Linked DNA regions of Manis pentadactyla: region 1 is linked to region 2. A link is a contact called in public Hi-C data. All regions are on one chromosome and are shown on one strand. The core of a region is the stretch at or near the end of the contact, and the rest is flanking DNA. Distances in the headings are between cores, read along the strand shown. Region 1 holds the start of IMP3 (IMP U3 small nucleolar ribonucleoprotein 3). Region 2 holds the start of MAN2C1 (mannosidase alpha class 2C member 1).

Region 1 (3,929 bases), core at 1,024-3,523, 250 kb before region 2:
CCAGAATATAGAAAGAACATCTTCAAATCAATTAGAAAAAAAGCAAGCAATTAGTTTTCTCTTGCAGCTGTAACAAATTACCACAAACTTAATGGCAGAAAATAACACAAATTTGGTCTTTTACAGTACTAGAGATCAGAATCCAGAAATCCATTGGAGACCTAGATCTCACTGGGCTAAAATCAAGGTGGCAGCAGGACTGTGTTTCTTAGAGGCTGTGTGAGCCTCTAGAGGCACTAGAGGAAAAATCCGTTCCTTGCCTTTTCTAACTCCTAGAGGCTGCCCACATTCCTCTGCTCCTAGCCCCTTTCATCTTCAAAGCCAGCAATCACATCAGACTTATGCTTTCATCATCCCATCACCTCTGACTCTTCCAACTCCCTCTTTTACTTATAAAGCCCCTTGTGATTACATGGGACTGATCCAGATAATCCAGAATAATCTCACCATCTCAAGATCCCTATATTAATCACATTTGCCAAACCCCTTTTGTCATGTGAGGTAACATATTAACAGGTTCTGGGTGGAAGTCTTTGGTGGGCCATTATTCCACTTACCTCACAATCCAATAGAAAAATAAACAAAAGACATGAAGATGCATTACATAGAGGAGGAAACACGTATGAAACCTTTATTTATAAGAGAAATGCAAATTAAAATCACAATGAAATACTATCACACACTCACCAGATTGGCAAACATCTTTAAAAAAAATGAACAAACAGCATTGGTGAGAATGAGGAGCAAAGGGAGTAATTCTCATGCACTGCCAGAGGAGTATAAATTGGCACAACCCCTTTGGAAAACAATTTAGCAATATCTAGTAAGGGTGAACATGCACATACTTTACAACTCAGCAATTCTGTTCCAAGAGGTATACCAGAAGCCACTGCTTAATCCAACAGGAGACCTATAAGAATGTCAGTAGCACTGCTAAAAATAGTTCCTTCCAAAAAATTCCAACAGGAAAAATGATTAATAACTTGGATAGAGCCAAATGATGGAATATTATGCAGTAATAAAAAAAAACTACAGCTACATATAATAAACCCCATATGGTGTGATCTTTTCTAAGCAACACTTCTCAAATGCCAGTGTATATACACATTACCTGGGGATCTTGTTAAATGCAGATTCTCTATCTGTAGGTCAGGAATGGAGCCTGAAATTCTGCATTTCCAACAAGCTCTCTGCTTTGAGTAAGGCTATACTTTGAGTTAGAAGGTTCTCAATATATTTAGGGATGCATGTTTAATGATAAAACTATTTTTCTTTTGAAACAAAAGGGAAAAGTAAATATAAAATTTAGGAGAGTAGGTACTTTACCTCTGACTGGAAGGCGGCTGGAATAGGTAGTTGAAATGTCCTTATGACGTTTTCATAAACTGCCTATTCAGTTCATAAGTATTCATTATACTTTATAATTAACATATGCTACTTACATTATTTTCCATATAGCAAGTATTATATTTAAAAAGACAATGAAATGTATACAGAAATAAAACAAAATGATCAGACAAGAAGCTAGGTGGCGTCAAAGGCCTGGGCAAATAGAGAGGCGAGAGCCCTGTATCACTGCACTCAGGTATAATTTATAGATACAACTAGCCGACACCACGTGAAATTTGTGAACTCAATACTCGATGACCAGAAATCCACCCTGTCAGGCTGATTCGTTTGAGCTCAGACTAAGGATCAGGACTTGCACTTGATATCCCAGTTTCTCGCACTTGCTGGGTTTTATGAATCACCTGGCGTTCTTGTTAGCAATACAGGTTTCAGGTGGCTCCCGTGTAGACCCCGAGTCCCTTTGAGTGAAGGAAGTGGCCCGGGAATCAGTATTTCATAGGTTCGGCGGCGCCCAGCCCCACTTGGCAGGGGGGAACCGTTCGCCCGCCTGGCGGAAGCCCTGCGCTGGCGAGCGGCGGGGACCCCCAGCTCGAGGCGGCTCCCCACGAAATGGGAGGCTCCCAACGGTCAGTCAACACAGTAAACCCAATCAAACCAGCGCGGCGGTCACCCCTCCTGCCCGGAACGGGCCTCTTTAGTTCCTGTCGGGGAGACTCTTCTGAGAGTCCTTGAAAGGCAGAAAAACGATGAACTAGAGGCATGATCAGACCAGGAAGGTATTGCAAAGTAAGGTCCGCGCAGACTTGCCTCGGGCCCCGCCCCTCGGGCCCCGCCCCCCTCAGGCGCCTCAGATGCTCCTCCCCTCGCGAATGTGAAGAGAAGAAACGCGAGATACAGATGTGAAGCGAAACCCCACTCTGACCAATGGAGATCGAGGGCGTGGCACTGGGCCTCTCTTTCATTGGCCCAGGGTTCCCCGGGCCCTCGGGCGCTGGGGCGGAAGTCTCCCCGGCTGGGAAAGGCGCCCTCAGCCTCCAGCCTTGAGGCACCCGGAGTCGCCATCATGGTGCGGAAGCTTAAGTTCCACGAGCAGAAGCTGCTGAAGCAGGTGGACTTCCTGAACTGGGAGGTCACCGACCACAATCTGCACGAGCTGCGCGTGTTGCGGCGTTATCGGCTGCAGCGGCGCGAGGACTACACGCGCTACAACCAGTTGAGCCGTGCCGTGCGTGAGCTGGCGCGGCGCCTGCGCGACCTGCCCGAGAGAGACCCGTTTCGTGTGCGCGCTTCGGCCGCGCTGCTGGACAAGCTGTATGCCCTCGGCCTGGTGCCCACGCGCGGCTCGCTGGAGCTTTGCGACTTCGTCACGGCCTCATCTTTCTGCCGCCGCCGCCTGCCCACCGTGCTCCTTAAACTGCGCATGGCGCAGCACCTCCAGGCCGCCGTGGCTTTCGTGGAGCAGGGCCACGTGCGCGTGGGCCCGGACGTGGTCACCGACCCCGCCTTCCTTGTCACGCGCAGCATGGAGGACTACGTCACCTGGGTTGACTCGTCCAAGATCAAGCGGCACGTGCTGGAGTACAACGAGGAGCGCGACGACTTCGACCTGGAGGCCTAGTGGGCGTTGCCCCCCACGGCTGCATTTTATAGACGGAAAGCCGAGACCTGATGCGTGGGATTCTCAGGGCGCTCTCCCCAGGAAAGGACTTGGCCCCTCGGCTGCAAGTCCACGCACAGAGCCGAAGGGTACGCCCCTGTCCCCCCCGAAATTTTCTTACCTCTTGGACTGTTGATAACTAAATGACTGCCTGAAGAGACAGTGGGAAGCGGTTTTGTTCTACACTGAGGAATTGTTAGGTTCTTTTGTGTTTGAAACATGGCAGTGTAGGGCGCGGACGTTGCGCCCCTGCCCTCCCCGCAGCTTTGCCTTTATTATTTTGTGGTGGGACGTTTGGTTCAGGTTATTTAACATGAATACTTGGCTCCTGTTCATGATTAAGCTGTGTACAGATGATGGAGAGTTAGGTCGCAAGTTTTCATGAAAATGGGTGAGACTTGAGTCTCAAGGGTCCCCCTCCCCCTCGTTTAAAGAAGTGTTTTCCAAATGCCAATAAATGGCCCAGCTGCTTTGGAAGTGCGAATTTTTGTATGTCTGGTTCTCTCACAGAAGGTCACATCTGGGCTCCTTGGCTCAGTAACCCAGAGGACTGGTCAGAGCGACCTGCCTGTGGGTGAGCCTGCAGCCCGACTGCATGTGGAGGTTACAGGATGTAGCACAGGCCTAGGCAAATTGATCAGTTTACCATTCCCTTCCTTGGAATGAGTGTTTTGGCAGAGCTCTTTCCCACAGAATTTCCTGTTGATATTCCAGCCCCAGGAAATACCGTATTAGAGGCTCAAATGTTTGCTTGCCTAAGGAAATAATCACCCTACAGCTCGGCCATCTAGTGGTTAGAAGTGACCCAGGAGGTTCCTGGAGACTTAAGATGTTTTTAGGAGCGGTAGAGAACTGGGAGGGAGAGTGGGGAAACTACCTCATTATAGCAAATACTTATACAAGAAGAATAAATAGACTGCCA
Region 2 (3,749 bases), core at 239-2,738:
AATAGGATTTTACTTTATGTAGCTAATAGTCAATCAGACTTGGCCCAAATGAAAATATTCCAAACTTTGAAAGTAGGAAACTTATTTTAGTACATGTTTTTTCTCCTTATTTAAACTGTTTGGAAATATTTCATATTTGGGTAAGTTGTCTGGCTATATAGTTTGTATTCTCTATTTTTTCTTAACCTTATAGGAAATTAAGGCAAACAAATACCAAACCAGTATTTGAAAGCAGTAATATACAAGGCATGTGGTATAATTGGGGTTGGGAGGGAGAAGATTTGATACATTTCATTAGCAACTATAAATAGAATATATATATATTTTTTTATATCGTAAACAGACTGGCAGACAGTTAAACAGGAGTGACTAGGTATTTATATGTAGTCATTCTGGGCTTTGAACAAAGACCATCTAAACCCTCCCAGTGTTCTGGTGGATTTTTCTCCAGCAACCATTACCCTAGTAATAGTTACAAAGTAACCAACAGTGTTTTATGTGGTTTTGCTTTTTAATTAAAAATCCCCAAAACCCACAAAATTTTCTGGCTTGTAGATTTTCGAAACACTGTAGACTTCTCCAATTTTAGACTGTTCTGTTGTCACGGACCGGAGACTGAGCCCAAAAGTGTATGTTGGCAAAATAGCCTTGTGGAAGATTTAGGGCAAAGCTGGGGGGCAGTCCCTGATTTGGAGGTGGAGTGATACATATTGGGGTTGGGGAAGATAATTCATGTCTTCCCAGCAATAACTCTCTGCTCAAGAAAGATCATGTTGACTTGGAATTATGGGGAAAATTGATGGGGCCTTACCAGGGCGGCCCCAGCTGTTGCTGTCCCTGCACAGGGTTATGTTCAGAGTACAGCTAGGGTAACAGGATGAAATTGGAGGTGTTTCTGGAATTAGGGCTTTCAGTCTCTGTGTGGTAAAATACATTCTTCCATTAGGATCTTGAATGTTTTGACTCTGATCTGCCATCTCAAATCAAAATATTTGCAGTTTCTGGTGATGGGCAACAGTTGCCCACCTACATATAATATGTAGTAGAGGAAACAGGTTACTACTGGGGTAGCAAACCCCTCTCAACTCTGTGACCACCCATCACCTTGAAAGCCCCTATCCCTGGCGCCCGTTCTTTATATGTTAAGAAGGCAGGTTTTTCAGATAACCAGAGCCACAGGTGAAACAGACTGGGGAGCAAGGGGGTTACCGCTTGCTTCTGAAGCTTGATGACAAGCGTGGCGGCAGCCGAGGCTTTCGCCTATCATGCCTAATGGTTCCCCGTCTCCTGAGACATTGGGAGAATCTGGGCATCAAACTTGCCATTATATTTAGGGATTTGCCCGGTGGCCTACTAGCTGGGAGAAGATACAGGGAAGCCGCCCCGGAAGCGCGGTTTTCAACTTCCAGTGTCCCAGCTCAGAAGTCCAGAGCGGCCGGGCTTCCGAGAGCTGCCGGTGTTCCCAGGAAAGCTCCCCGGGGCGGAAGGCGCCCTTGAAAGCCGGAACCTTTGGTTGCAGGCCCTGGGCCGCTGCGGCAGCTCCAGGAGCTTCCGGAGAACGGGGCGGGCGCGTGGCGATGGCGGCGGCGCCGGCCCTGAAGCACTGGCGCACTACCCTGGAGCGGGTGGAGAAATTCGTCTCGCCGCTCTACTTTACCGACTGTAACCTCCGCGGCAGGTGGGGTCCCCTCGCCCTGGGCGCCAGTCGGCCGCATCCGTGCTCCTCCGCCTTCCCTTCCGGAGGGAAACCGAGGCTTCGGCCACCAGGGCCGAAAGACAAAGTGCCCGGCGCGGACGGGGCAGGAACCCGGGAGGAAGGGGTCGAGGAGGGCTGTGCTGTGTGGGGCAGTGGATCGGGAGGACGCGCGTCTCCATCCGGCGGCTGGTCCACGGCGGAAAGGGGATGGCCTAGAGCGCGTGCCCACAGGCCCCTCTCTCCCAGGCTCTTCGGGGACAGCTGCCCGGTGGCCGCGCTCTCCAGCTTCCTGACGCCCGAGAGGCTCCCCTACCAAGAGGCAGTCCGGCAGGACTTCCGCCCCGCACACGTCGGCGACAGCTTCGGGCCCACGTGGGTAACACCCGGAGCAGGGCGGGACGGCGGGCGGAAGGGTAGGGTCCCTTCTTGGCCCGCTGACTTCTTAGGGCCACACCTCCGTTGCCAGACCTCTGCCCTAGACAGCCTCTTGCGGCGGAGCAGCACCCTCTGCTGGGAGCAGCTCCCTGGTCTCAGTACTCGTGGGGAAGTTTTCATTTTATCCTCCCAGTCCCTGGACACCCCTTAAGGGAGGGCACCCTAGGGAAGGGGCACAGACCCTTGATTCTGCTTCTTTCCCCCACCTTGCTTCACACCCTGTTGTTCTGTTCTTGTGGATCAAAGCAGAATATCATGTGACTGATACTGCAGATACTCGGAGAAAGTCTCAAGCCCCTGCTGACCCTGAAGCCAAGGAAGAATGTCGAGGATGACTTCCACCCCGGGCCCATCTCAGTGCCTCTCTTGCAGATGGTGGACCTGTTGGTTCCGGGTTGAGCTGACTATCCCAGAGGCATGGGTGGATCAGGAAGTTCATCTGCGCTGGGAAAGTGATGGAGAAGGTCTGGTGTGGCGTGATGGGGAACCTGTCCAGGTGAGGTGCCCTGCCTTAGGGACAGGTATGACCATATGTCAGCCTTGGTCTCTGGAGAAGCCACAGCTGAGTGGCTCTGCCTGCAGTGTGGCATCAGGATTTCAGGACTGGAGAAGTTGCTGCTTAGGCCCCTGTGTGTTGGTCCTTCTCATACTGGGAAATTGAATGGCGAGGTTCTGGGTCCAAACACAAATAGTGCTAAACCAACACTGCCTCTAACTGACCACCTCCCTATTTGGACTGAAAATAGTTTCTAATCAAGTACAAGAACACTAAGTATAGCAGATCCATTTATTAGGCCTCTAGTAGGTGCCAGGTGCCAGACTAGTGGCTTTGCAAACCATATTGTCTGCTTTTATGTAATATATGCTTTCAAACAGCTCTGGATAGTAAAAAGTAAAAATTTAGGTCTTCTTCCTCTGAAGTAATGGATCTCTCCCTACAACCCCATCCCAGTTCCCCAAATATAACAACTATTGTCTTGTTTATGCATCCAACCATATCAGATTTAATCTTTATAATCCTATGTGGTGAGTCTTTATGCTCAATTACAGGTTAAGAAACAGATATACAGAGGTTAGTTCACTTAACTCAGGTTCACACGGCTTCCAATCCACCTGGACTAACTTTTAAGTCTCAGGACTGTTGTTCTGCCTATATGGAAAGATGGCAAACCCTCCCTCATTGGCTCAGCAGATGTCTCCTGAGTGACCTCTGTGGGCTAGGCCCTGTGTTAAGCACCAGGGGTATAGCAGAGGATGAGGCAAACCTGTCCCTGACTTCAAAGAATTTCCCTTCAGATACTTGAGTACAGAGGCCACCAGATGTCACACCTAAGGTTCCTGACACCTGCCCAAGGCCTTTCCCATAAGACCAGGGGCTTTTCTGCTGGTGAACAGGTGCCATTTGCTGGTCATGGAACTGGCCTCCATAGGGGTTGGGGCACCTGCTACCAGGAGTCCCTGATCTATCAATCTTAGCCATACCTGAGAGTGAGGAGGGTGGAGGGGCATGGCCTCCTTCAGCTTATACTTGATCTGAACTGTCTAAAGGCTGAGGCCCTGTCTCTTTCACCCCACTACCCACCAGGGTTTGACCAAAGAAGGGGAGAAGACTAGCTAT

What was found. A called contact is a pair of places that touch in the nucleus more often than the background predicts.
Region 1: a contact with region 2 is called in a Hi-C map of blood, with 3 times the contacts expected there. The contact joins the promoter of IMP3 here to the promoter of MAN2C1 in region 2. A contact is called at or near these places in 2 of 3 Hi-C or Micro-C datasets (blood and skin fibroblasts).

Annotation. Positions count from the first base shown.
Region 1 is chr11:122,524,797-122,528,725 of mManPen7.hap1, reverse strand. It overlaps IMP3 (IMP U3 small nucleolar ribonucleoprotein 3), which reads left to right and starts at 2,273. Exons shown (of 1, transcript XM_036907635.2): 1 at 2,273-3,491. The coding sequence starts at 2,414. The coding sequence ends at 2,968.
Region 2 is chr11:122,276,460-122,280,208 of mManPen7.hap1, reverse strand. MAN2C1 (mannosidase alpha class 2C member 1) reads left to right here and starts at 1,488. Exons shown (of 26, transcript XM_036907651.2): 1 at 1,488-1,678; 2 at 1,943-2,068; 3 at 2,504-2,627; 4 at 3,717-3,749. The coding sequence starts at 1,578.